Regions from separate parts of the Mus musculus genome. Here region 2 is linked to region 1. Evidence: chromatin contacts called from public promoter capture Hi-C data. All regions are on one chromosome and are shown on one strand. Each heading gives the region's core, a stretch centred on a gene start, on an enhancer-like site or on the middle of the called end of the contact. The rest is flanking DNA. Distances are from core to core; before and after follow the strand shown.

Region 1 (6,880 bases), core at 1,365-3,864:
AGTTCCAGGACAGCTAGGGCTACACAGAGAAACCCTGTCTCGAAAAACCAAACCAAACCAAACCAAACCAAACCAAACCAAACCAAACCAAACAACCCAGGGGACTAGAGTCTAGGTTTATAGCAGTATTCTGACCTTAAGAATGTATGTGTGTATATCCTTTTGCACGCATGTGTGTGTGTGTGTTGTGTGTGTGTGTTGTGTGTGTGTCTCTCTGTGTGTGGTGTGTGTGTGTGTGTGTTGTGTGTGTGTCTCTCTGTGTGTGTTGTGTGTGTGTGTGTTGTGTATGTTGTGTGTGTGTATGTGTGTTGTGTGTGTCTAAGTAAGCACAGGCTTTAACAAGCACCTTTACCCACTGAGCCATCTTGCTGGCCTGATGCTTCAGCTTCTAAAAAACTCTTTCATCGTTTTTCCCTCCGTCTCAGGCAAGCCCGAGAGCTGCATAATCTTACATTCTAGTGAGACCTTGCCAAGACTGCAAAGTTTCTAATAGCCTTGAATAGCAGAAGTATCTTAATATAGGCACAGCCAAAAGGAGGGAAAAAAAACCCCAGGGATCCAACAATCTTCATATGTCAACTCTAACTGCAGTCATGGACACAGAAGACATCTGCTCTCCTTGAAACTAGAAAGAGTGTCAGCAGAGTCCTCCCTCCTTCCCTCCCTCCCTCCCTCCCTCCCTCCCTCCCTCCCTCCCTCCCTTCCTTCTTTCTTTCCTTCCTTCCTTCCTTCCTGGAGAATTTAGCAAATGAAAAGAGAAAGAGAAAGTTGAAGCTTGGACGGTTGACTCAGGGTTGGGCCAGAGATGGCAGGCCAGACCCAGAGCATTTGTATTTGGGACAGGAGAAGGGGACACACATAACAGGATGGCACTTAGGTCCCCATGTTATGGTAAGCCCAGGTCATACTTCATTTCATCCCCTGTAGAATTTTGTCTGCATGACAAGTGTGTAATTTGGTAAATCATATTGACTCAGAGAGCAGGACATCTGAATTGGGCTTGAATTTAGTTTTTACAGAGGTCGGGGTTGCTTCTTACAAGGAAAGCCTAGCAGGCTGAGAGAGATGGGTGGGTTGATCAAATTCTTCGCACAGAAGCATGGAGCCCCAAGTCTGATCTCCCAGAATGTACACAGAAGAGCCAGGTATGGGGGCACATAGTTGTGATCTCAACACTGGGAAGGCAGAGACGGGTATCCCTGGGGTTCTTTGGCAGTCTACCTAGCCCACTCAGCTATTTCCAAAAGCAGGATGGATGGTATCCTGAGAAACAGCATTTTCAAGTTGATCCCTGACTTCCATTTGTGTCCACATATATACACATATACATGTGTACCTATGCACACATGATCATGTGCATATGGGCACACACATTCAGAGGGAGAGAGGGAGAGAGAAAGAGGAGGAGGAGGAGAAGAAGAAGGAGGAGGGGGAGGAGGAGAAGGAGAATGGGAGGGAGGGGGAAGAGAAGGGGGAAGAGGAGGAGGAGGAGAATGTCGAGGAGGAGGGGGAGGAGGAGTGGTAGGGGAGGAGAAGGAGAGACAGAAAGTCTGGACACTGGAACTCTCTATCTTCTTTCTCATCGGCAGAACAGATCTAGCCGGAGGACAGTGCCATCTTTTGGCCATTCTTCTCTGTTAGCTGGGTCACACTGGTCATGCCAAAGTATAAAAGAAGCTCACTGGTCTCTTTTTTTTTTTTTTTTTTTTTTGAGACTCTCAGGATTCAAACAAATCATCCCTAGTTTTTCAGGATGCATTCCAAATAAAAGTCCCTGAAGATGGGCAGCTGACGCTTTGTTTGCCTAGAGAGAAGTCAGAGACCCAGAAGGCAGGCAAACCTCCCATCTTCTGGTACCCATGTTAGTCTGATCTGGTCCCCACGCCTGCCTCATGTTGTAGCAAGTGTTAAAATCTTGTGTTAGAGTCAGTAGTGACAAGAGCATCCCTAACCCGTGTAGGAACTTGATGCTGACAGCTGGTCTGAGTTCCTTCTTCCCTCTCTCTGAAGCAGTTTTGCAGAGGATAGTCTGAGAGAACATACATACAGCAATCAGCTATGCAGACCTGAAAGTCCCTGTCACCCCTATAATGGATCCCAAAAGGCAAAACAGGGCAAAGGACATCATCTGTGTCAGTGGAGTCACCCAGAAAGCAGAACTAGAGCCGAACGAATTTGGAGTGGAGGTCCCAGGAGTGCCCTTTCACCCCGTGGGAGGACTAGAGTTATATTTAATATTTAAATAATTAAAAATATGTCTGGAACCCAGTCTTTCCCTGTCCTGCGTTACTGCTTGCGCCGTTTTCTTGATTTAGTTACTTCCCTAGATTGCTTCTCTCCTGGTTCCCTTTGGAGAAGACGCTGAGATCGGCTCCATCAGCTCAGGGCTCGGTTAAGACTCCTCTGGTTCCTTGAACTATCTGAGAAGTCTCCATCCAGGCTTTGCTGAGGGGGTCTGCAAGTCCGTGGTGGGGCAGAAATCCTGTAACTCAGCCAGGAGTCTATGCTTGCTAGCCCTGAATCTCAAGGTCAGGCCGAGGCAAGCAGTGAGAGGCCAACGCTGGTCCTCCCTAGACACAGCGCCCTGCCCCCACACATGCCTTCAAAGTTCCCAAGAATATGACAGAGCTTTTGAAAGCCTTATAAGGACACTGCAGTGTGAGTTCGGTTTGCTTTCTGTTTCATTCCAGAGGCGCTCGGTTTGCATTCCCATGCCATTCCACAGGGTCCTTCCTTCTTTGTACTCCGATAAAACATGAAAGCAAACTTAGGCTGTGTTTCCCTCGCCAGTCTGTATAGACTGTTTACGATGTGAGAGTCAGGAGTCTGCAGGGGGCTGTTCACCCTTGGGATGTGGCTTAGAATTTAGCTCACACTGGAGGCTAGGTCTGTCTCCAAACCTCTCAGCCTCGCCTTGGTGATGAACAGAAAGAAATCTAAGCTTCCTGTTGCTTTGGAAATTTGATTATTTCCCAAGGCCCCCCTGGATGGGGAGGTTTGGCTGGGTTTCTTTGTCCCTGGTTGGTGTCTCAGATGGCCATGTCTTGTTCTCTAGCGCACCTCTCTGGAGTGTGTGTGTATACCCAGCTCTTCACAGGGGCATGTTGGGAGTATAGCGGATTAGGAACAGTGGGCACCCTGGATTCTCTGGCTGCCATCCTGGTCTGACTTTTGAGTTTGTTCTGGAAGGGATAAAGGATTGGTGCTGTGGGTGTTGGGGTCCATCACAGCTGGATGTTTGCAGGAAACTTCCCCAATGTCGAAGAAACCCTAGAGAACCAGAGAGCAAACATGTAGGGCCTCCAGTTCACATTCCACCCGAAACAGATCATTGACATAGTCTCACAGCCCTCAGGACCCCAAGTACCTTCCCTGTGGTAGGACTCACTCCCTCTTGTTGTCTGTAGGACAGCCTCTCCCCGTACCACTGCTTCATTGTCCCTCCAGGGTCCTGTGCCTTTACTGTCATAGCTATATACTTCACGAGGCTCTGCACTACAAGGTACAAGGCTCTGCCTCATACAAAGCAACTACCAGATCCTGAGCAGAGGGTATCTGCAGCCAGTTGCTCGATCACCTCGATCACCTTCACTGCCCACCCCTCGAATGGCCCCAGCATGCTCCATTTTGGCCAGAGAACATCCTACTACACACACACACACACACAGACACACACACACACAGACACAGTGATCTTCAGGAAAGTGTACACCTAACCAGAAACAGCTAACTCCATACATATTGAACCTGTGACTGTGGTGGGATTATTCTGGCCTGGAGCAAGAACTGCAAATCTCAGCTGCCCATTTATTTGTAAGCAATGACAAGATTGAGGCCAATTTGTCTCGATTTAGTCATTTGATGCTGAGCTTAGTGTCTTGTTCATTTATGCATTTTTTTCATGCTCATGAATAATAGTTCAAATTTGGGTAGGGATCTGTTTAAATTCTTCTCCCTGACCCAAATCTGCCAACTTGGGGTGGTGATACAGCCTGGTACTATGAGGTTCTAGTTTTGATACCCAGCATCATATTTAAAAAATAAACAAGTGCAGAAATATTATACAGCCAAGGCCCCTCTGCCTAGGGATAGTGCTGCCCACAGTGGGCGAGGCTACCCCACATCAATCGCCAACAGGACCTTCTTTCATAGACATGACCATAAGCCTATCTAATGGAGGTAACTCTAGGTGTGTCACAAAGACAATAAAAACCAACCAGTGCACCCCATTTTAAAACATCTAACTTGAAGGTAAAAGTTAGCAGTGATGTCACTGTACCCGAAGAGTATTTGGGTGGCAATTGTGGTTACCAGCTTCTATGTTATTTCTGAGGCAAATGCTATACCCACATATACCAGAAACTGGTTTGGAGAAGTGAGACCAGCTACTAAGGCTACTACCACCAAATTGACATCAGTGGCCCAAGACATATCTTGCAGCTCTGTGGCACATGGCTGGCTTTCCACCCACTCTAACGTAGGCAGCACCCCCCAGTTTTGAAGTTCTATAGTGTCTCAGACAACCAGGCACTGTACTAATGCAGATCTAAACTGCATTAATGGGGCCATCAGGATTTTGAAAATACTCATTCACTCACTAGACCAGTGGTTCTCAGCTTCCCTAATGCAGTACCCTTTAATTCAGTTCCTGGTACTCATTATGTGGGCGTACCTGGATGTCGGCAGACCTGCCTGGAGATGGAGAGAGAAGCAGTGTCTCAGGTCCTAAGACTGTCAGAAGTATGTGTGTTCTGATGGTGATTTTTTTTTTTTTTTTTGGCGATCCCTATTTAAAAGTCATTTGACCCCAAAGGGGTCAGGGCCCAAAGGTTGAGAACCATTGCACTAGATTTTTCCAGACTGGAGCCACAAAAAGAAAGGAATTATAGTCCTGTTTGCCACGGCAGATTTGATCTTGATGGGTACCACTTCACAAATGTAACTGTAATTAATTCTCAGGGTCACCAGGATTGGCTTCTAGGTGCCACCTGACTCCAGACATTGTCATTGCAGTCTGCCTTGCAAATATTGATGTAGTTGCTCTTGCAGCCATATCTGGGATGTGTCCATTCTGTTCCAGGAATTCATGAGCTATAAGCTGTCACCTATGAGATCCCTTCTTTTGTTTTGTTTTGTCTTGTTTTGTTTTGTTTTGGCATGTATGTGAATGCATGCATGTGTCTGTTCATGCATGTGTGTCTGTATATGCATTTGTGTCTGTGTACAGGTGTGCAGTCATGCATGCGTGTATGTGTGTGTGCATACATGTGTGTATGTATGTATATATGTGAAATTGTGCATATGTGTATGCATCCATGCATGCAGATATGTATGTGTGCATCCTTGTGTGTGCCTCTGTGTGTGTGTGTGTGTGTGTGTGTGTGTGTGTGTGTGTGTGTGTGTGTGTGGTCAATCTTGGTGTCATTCTTATGGAGTTATTACTTTTGAGGAGGTGGGAAGTTCTCTCATTGGCACAGAGCTCACAATCAGGATAGGCTGGCAGGCCAGTAAGCCCCAGGATCAGGTGAATTGTTAGCCTTGGAAGCATGAACACCAGAGTTTGTTCCCTTGGACCTGCATTTAAAAAGCCAGCTGTGGTGGCACAAGCTTATATTCCCAGTGCTGAGAAAGTAGAATCAGCCATAAATGGCTTGGATCACAAGCTTAGATTTTGTGAATCACCCAAGAAAACTTTAAGGCGAGGAGAGTTGTCTCTGTGTTTCTGTTTGACTTTACTGAGGGCTGGCCCAGTGCCCTGATGGTCTGCCTTCTAACTGGCCCAGTGCCCTGATGGTCTGCCTTCTTACTAGCCCAGTAACCAGATGGTCTGCCTTCTGACTCTGCATCTGTGCCATGACATGCCATTCAACACCATGTATGAAGCGGAGCTACATACGGGGGGGTAGGGGGAGTGTAGTTTATTACGCAAGATGCTTACAGATGACATCTGTCGGGTGTGGATGATTCGGAGAATGGTGGGGATTACTGATAGCTTATGGAAAGTGGTACCTCAGAGTGGGGTCTATGAGAACAAACTATCACCTTGCAAGCTTTCCACTCTCTCACTGGTGCATCTCTACCCCAGGCCCCATCTCTCACCCATCTCTACTCCCGTTCCCACTGTCTTACCCACTTCTACTGCAACCTCCATGGTCTTACCCATGACTACTCAGCCTCCATTGTCTCACCCATCTCTACCCCAGCCCCCATCTCTACCATACATCTCCACCCTATCTCCCATCTTCACAAACCTCTACCCCATCCTTATCCTTATCATCTCCATCCCCATCATCTCCATCATCCCCATCAACCCCATCATCTCCATCAGCTCTCTCCTCAAGCCCAGCCATCTTGGCCATTCATCTCCACCCTAGCCTCCATCTTCAATCTATCTCTACCCCAGACCCCATTGCCTGACCCATCTCTACTCCAGCTTCCCCTGTGGCCGTTATCACGGTTAACTATGGTATAGCCCCTGGTAGCTCAGGAGAATGGAAATTCAGATAAGTCTGTGATGTCATTGAGCTTGGAGGGAAATTCGGGGCCTGGTTCCATGTCGGGGCTCCCCAGGATGAGCACCTGAGCTCAGCAATGATGTGCTCTAGCCTGAGTTGTTGTCCTGCAGGAAGATGTCCCAAACTCAAAGAGAGCCTGGCTCAGCCTTCTTTCCTCATGCCTGACCTCCATGTCCCCTGCAGCGTCATTGGTTAGTTTTGGGCCCTTCGATATGGCTCCTCAGAAAACACACTGAAGTTTAGTTAGTTTAGGCAGAGAATTCGTGCATGCACACACATACACCTGAATGCATGTACAAACAACACAGCTGCACATGTGCATGTACAGATGTATCATACAGTTGTAAACATACACATGCACACAC
Region 2 (5,953 bases), core at 728-3,227, 120 kb before region 1:
CTTCTGGCCTCCATAGGCACTGCACACATACACGCAGATAAACACTCATGTATATAAAAGAAACCCACAACAACAACAAACAACAGCAAACTTTTAAAAAGTGGCACCTACTACAGAAGATCTGGGTAGTATAGCCCTGCAATGCAGGTACCTGGTTCAGGGCTGCCTGTGATCTTTGATGCTAGGCTGCCATCCTCAGGACAAGCCAGAGGCCTTGCTACCTTCAAATGATACACAGAACTTCCCAAGGGTACTGCTTATTTCTCCATCTCGACATGGGGCCTTGCTCTGTTCCCAGAATGGCCTCTAAACTTTGGTCTCTAGTGAGCACCCTTCCTCAGTTTACTGAGGAGACAGGAGTACAGGAACAAAGCACCATGACTGACCAGGTCTGGGTTTTTAAGTGAGTGAAAATAGGTGATAGTATGCTAATAAATGTATTTCTTTGAGTACTGCAAAAATCCACACCAAACGAGGCAACAGAGAAAGTGCCCCAGGTTCCCAGGCCATCTAGGCAGTAACATGGAAGGAAGGGTGAGCTGCTAGCGTGGAGGCACACCTGGAAGCACTTTTCCAGCTATTCACAAGCTTACATGTGCAATAACCCAGAGCAAGGCTGGTGCCATCTGCCTAACCACCCAGGGCCCTATGCTTGCTAGGCAGCTACTCCACCAACAGAGCTACACTCCAGCCCTATCTAATCATCTTCCAGAGCCTTCAGCTCTTGAGCAGGTATGTGCTGAGGATCCTGAAACTTTCCTAAGACACAACTACGACATTAAAGGAGACATGTTTAAAAAACTCACAGGTCACAAGCTGAGAGCTTCTGAGAGTCAGCAGTGAGCCACCTTCCTGGCCGTCCCTGGTGCTGCACCCTGAAGGAAGATGCAGGGCCACTGACTCTGCTCTGAGGCTATGTACCATTCAGGCAACGCCCTCAGTCCCTCCTGTACCATTCATGCCATGTCCTTCCACCTCCTTCCCACCTCTAGCTGGCTGACAGGCACCCCTCAGCCTTTCCCAAGGCTAAAGGCTTGCATTCTATTCCCGTCTCCAGTCCTGGGCTACATCTAAGAACTCTTCACTCGGCACTCTTAACTGGAGAGGTCACTCATGTTCCAAACCAACTGTGTCCAGAACTGCATTGGGCTTTCATCTACACCCTTTCTGTCCTACAGCTCTGGTCTAGGAAATGTCATGCCTCCAGTCAGATTTCCTGGGCCTCTTGGCTCAGCAAGCTTCTGTCTGGGAGGTGTTCCCACAAGCTCCTTCTTCCTCCTCTTCTGGGGCCTCTGTGAGAATCATCCCAGCTCATGCCAGCTTTCTCTAAGTCTTTGGTCAATCCCTTCCTAGGATTCTTGGTTGGAAACCCCTGTATAGCCACTGTGCTGTGGGAACATCTGCCATTGTAAACAGCACTGAGCCCTGCATGGCTATTTATTACACACAAATACTCATAAAGGCTTAACTTGCAAAGCAGTCACAGGAAGAGTGACCACAGAAATGATTAATGGAGTTAAACTACTACAGTAATAGAAGTTAGGCGAGCAGGCTATTCACCCAACATCCTGCTGTGCTGTGCACACCCGTCTTGGTATAATTTAAGATGAAACAGTGTATTTGTGATGGTACTAGGTGGCCTGGGCACAAGGATATAGCAGTGGCAGATGACTTTAAAAGGGTCTTTTGAATGTAAACCCCTAGCCACAACACATGAGGACAATTCCTAAGTGACTAGTGGAAGGGAGACTAGCCTACAGGCTGGGTCAGCTGGACGAAGGGGACAATTCCGGTCCCGGTGGGAAGGTCTGTGACTGTTCAAGATCTTATCATATAACTCATTATAGCAGTGCACAATTTTAAAATTTTGAGTTGCTTTATTTCTGGAATTTTCCATTGAACATCCTCAGACTGGATCCCACGGAAAGCAAAACTGCAGATGCAGAGCCTGCTGCCTCTTCCCTGTTTCCCATCTGTTTTGTTCTCTAGCATGCCAGTGCCAAATGGAAAGGCTGTGCAAGCATTCCTGACATAGCACTGGCATGGACACACTGTTCCATGAATGCTCCAGTTGTACAGGAGAGAACAGGCAGTATCAGCCGAGGGCAAGGGCTGGGAAGTTATAGCACAGAGCACTCCAGACTGGAGGGAAAAACACATCTACATCATACTAGGTCCTTCCCACTATCTATCTAAGGGTTGAAATAAAAAAATGTATCTTCCAGCATAGTCTCTTGTAACAAGTTGTAACAAGGATGTGCCCCAGCAAACAAATGAGAACCCCAAAGAGACAAACACAGGAGCTAGTACAGTCGGGCGATGGAGAAGCCACAGGAAAGCCTAAGGCTGGAGGCTGACAACACAGCCCCAGACTAGAGTAGCAGACTGGGAAAACAGCTGCCAGCAGCTAACACACAGGTGTACAGTGACGGATGGACCAGCTTCTGTCTTTGGCTTCAGCAGCAGCCACCCAGGCTTCGAAAGATGGCATTATTAGAACTTAAGATGATTCATCTTGACTGGTAGGCCTGTAAGGGTATTTTCAGGAAGGATTAACTGAGGGGAGAGGACCCTCCCTCAGAGTAGGTGGCACCTTTCTGCAGCAAATCAAACAGGAAGAGGCGGTCCAAAAGAAGAGGCACTGCTGCCCGGTCCACCTCTGCTTTTTGCTTGTAAGTGCACCCAGTTCTCCTATTACTGCTGCCATCCATCATCTGACTCAGCCTCTTCGGCCTTGCCCCAGGGGGAGAAGACCAATGACTCCCCAGTACTCCCCTAGGCTTTCAGTGGGGACTCCAGCAGCCTTATGAACTGTGCACCTATATTTGGTTCTCAGCCTTCAGTGGGTAGATGGCTATTATGACACTACCCAGACCAGTCTGTGCCAGTCCTGTGAATCATCTTGTAACATACACACTCTATTCTTTTGTCAAGAGAACCATGCCTAATACAGACTGTGGTACCAGGAATGGGTCCAAAATAACAGCAACAATCCCTGAAACAATCCAGCTGCTGTGCCACTTGGAACACATGGTCTAGCAAACCTGATGGCACTGCTGCGTTGTCAGTGCTACATGGGGTAATGGTTGGGTCCTTTGAGGACCGCACAGGGGAATCACAGTGGAGGCCTTTGGAACTTTGGAACAAGGCCTTGCTCTCACCCACAGACAATGATTTTGAGAGAGAGCTCTTGGCCTGCTATGGGGACTTAGTGGAAACCTGAGAATCTGACAATGGGCTATTACCACATGACTTGAATTGCCCATCATAGGCTAGGCATTACCTACTAAGCCATAAAGTTGGACATGCAAAGCAGCAAAGCGACATCAATCGGAAGTGATAATATTTATGTAACTGAGCCCAAGTAGGTCATAGATGAAGTTACCCAAATGCCTATGGTTCCAACTACTCCAACAATGCCTTCTGTCTCCATGAACTCACTGCGTCAGGAGGCATGTTCTGTGACTGGACGACTAAAGAGAACAAAAGTGAGGCCTGATTTATGAATAGTGCTACCCTATGTAGAGTCCATTCCCCAGAAGAGGATAGCTAACTGTAGTATTACAGCACCTTTCTGGGACAACCCTGAAGGAAAATCCTGTGGTAGGCACAACTTTGGGCAGGGCAGAGTTGTATATTTTTAGTATTATTTTTATTCTCTTTATGCATGCATGCATGTTATTGGTGTGCACTGAGGTCAAAGGACAACCTGTGGGAGATAGTTCTCTCATTCTACTATATTGGTCCTGGGAATTGAACTCAGGTTGTCAGGCTTGGTGGCAAGCAAGCACCTTTAACTCAATAAGCCATCTTGCTGGCCATATACATTTCATTTGGACAGATGTACAATTTATACACTGACACAAAGGGCATGCCCAGTAGTTTGGATGAACAGCTGCAGACTTGGAAAGAACATGATTGGAAAATTGGTAAGATAGACATTTGGGGAAGAGGAATATAAACAGATCTCTTCAAATGAAGTGAAGATACTTGTGTCCTGTGTAAATGCTCATCAAATGGTGACATCAGCAAAGGAGAATGTCAACAAGCAAGCAGGATGGCTTGCTTTGTAGACAGAAGTCAACTTTTCCTGGAAGGCCATTCCTGTCATTACCCAATGGACCCATGAACAAAGGAGTCACAATGGCGAGGCGAGGATGATACATGGGATCAACAACTAAAGCAGCTGGCTTGACCAGATGATGGAATGGCTTTTTAAAGACACAGCTATATGGCCAAGTAGGCAGCAGTAGCCTGAAGGGCTGGGGCAGAGTCCTCTAGAAGACTACAATGCTCCGATTCAGTGTTCAGAATATGGTAGTTTCTCCTATAGCCAGGATTCATGGATCCAAGACTCAAGGGATAGAAATGGGAACGTTACCACTCAATACTACTACCCCCAGTGGTTCACTAGCAACATTTTGCTTTCTGTTCCTACAATTTAATGCTGTGCTAGCCTAGATGTCTTGGTTCCAGAGGAAGGAGTGCTTCTGTTAGGAGGCACAAGAAGCATTACATGGATTCAGTTAAACTAGAAGCTAAGACTTTCCCCTGGCCACTCTGGCTCCTGATGTCCTTGAATCAACATTAAGAAAGGAGTTACAATGTTTTTAGAAATAATTGCTCCAGACATCACAGAGAAACTGGACTGCTATGGAGAAAGGAAGAGTAGAGTCTTTCTTGGTGTGACCATGTTCTGAGTTAAGTCTGAAACTGTAACAACTCGATCCAGGCAGGATGGTAAAGGAGCCAGAACCTTTCAGGAGGCTGAGGCAGGGAGGACATAAATCCTCAGCCCTCCTGTGTTACAAGTAAGTTTCAGGCTACTCCCACAGGTAAAGAAACAGGACTTGCTGAGCATATGAGCTGGGAAGTAGAAAAATATAAACAACTGTAGCCAAGTAACCAATCACAGAAATGAGGAATGTAACTGCCGTGAATGTTTCTGTCTTACTTTGTTAAAATGTTCATGGCTTTATATGTATGCATTAGTAAGCAGATATTTGTGTTTTCTTTCTTTCCCTATTCTATTACCATATAACATTAAGAAAATGTCAGAACTTAAGTGTTGTCGCTCTGTGTATCATATTTAAGTTATAGAGTATAACCTGAAGATATCTGCTCTGGGGGAAAAGTTGATGTTTTCAGCTGTTTATCTAGGAGGGTCTGTGAGTGCATTTCCAGGAAGGATTAAATGAGAGGTGACCCATCCACCAAGTGTGTAGCACTTTCCTGTGGGTATACCAGATACATAAAGATGTTTGAGGCAAAACAGTGTTTGCATGTCTATGTGCCCTCATTTTGTTCTTTCTTTCTTTTTTATGGATGAGTGTTTTGCCTACATGTTTGTCTCTGCATCAGTGTGTACTTGGTACCCTTAGATGCCAGAAGATGTTAGATCTAAGACTAGGATTACAGATGGTTCAAATTGAACCTGGATACTCTGAAAGAGGAGCCAGTGCTTTTAACTGCTGAGCTACCTCTCTCCAGCCACTTCCCTTCATTTCTTGCTGCTAAGTCTATCTAACTCATCTCAAGATCTGATTGATATCAGACTCCAGCTACGTTGGCCTTCCAATACGTACTGACGACTGACAGCTCTGGAGTCTTCCAGGTCTTCAGCACCACACTGACTGCTGAAGCAGTTACCAAGTTCTCATTCTCTCTGGTACACAGAGAGCAACTGCTGGACTACCCCACCACTACTGTGCAGATTGTTGTTATGACTCCCTTTTAATACACACACACACACACACACACACATACACACGTTTGTTTTGTTTTTCGAGACAGGGTTTCTCTGTATAGCTCTGGCTGTCCTGGAACTCACTCTGTAGACAAGGCTGGCCTCGAACTCAGAAATCCACCTGCCTCTGCCTCCCAAGTGCTGGGATTAAAGGCGTGCACCACCACTGCCTGACTCTAGAATATATTTTTATATACATATCCTCTA

The links. Capture Hi-C pulls out chosen DNA fragments and counts their contacts.
Region 2: a promoter capture Hi-C map of adipose tissue shows a contact between it and region 1. The contact joins two enhancer-like sites. A contact is called at or near these places in 1 of 484 Hi-C or Micro-C datasets (bone marrow-derived macrophages), 1 of 115 datasets of contacts at active chromatin or transcription factors (VIP interneurons) and 2 of 9 other capture datasets (adipose tissue and pancreatic islet).

The regions. Positions count from the first base shown.
Region 1 is chr5:129,411,320-129,418,199 of GRCm38.p6, reverse strand. No RefSeq gene overlaps it. Among named protein-coding and RNA genes, the nearest start is that of Gm34468, 79 kb to the left of the region's middle. Within about 2 kb of position 2,614, at least 76 of the 459 cell types and tissues checked have an H3K27ac peak or open chromatin away from gene starts, as enhancers often do. A contact at or near this core is called in adipose tissue, where this site is marked.
Region 2 is chr5:129,530,750-129,536,702 of GRCm38.p6, reverse strand. All of the region lies in intron 7 of Sfswap (splicing factor SWAP), which reads right to left. Among named protein-coding and RNA genes, the nearest start is that of Sfswap, 32 kb to the right of the region's middle. Within about 2 kb of position 1,977, at least 69 of the 459 cell types and tissues checked have an H3K27ac peak or open chromatin away from gene starts, as enhancers often do. A contact at or near this core is called in adipose tissue, where this site is marked.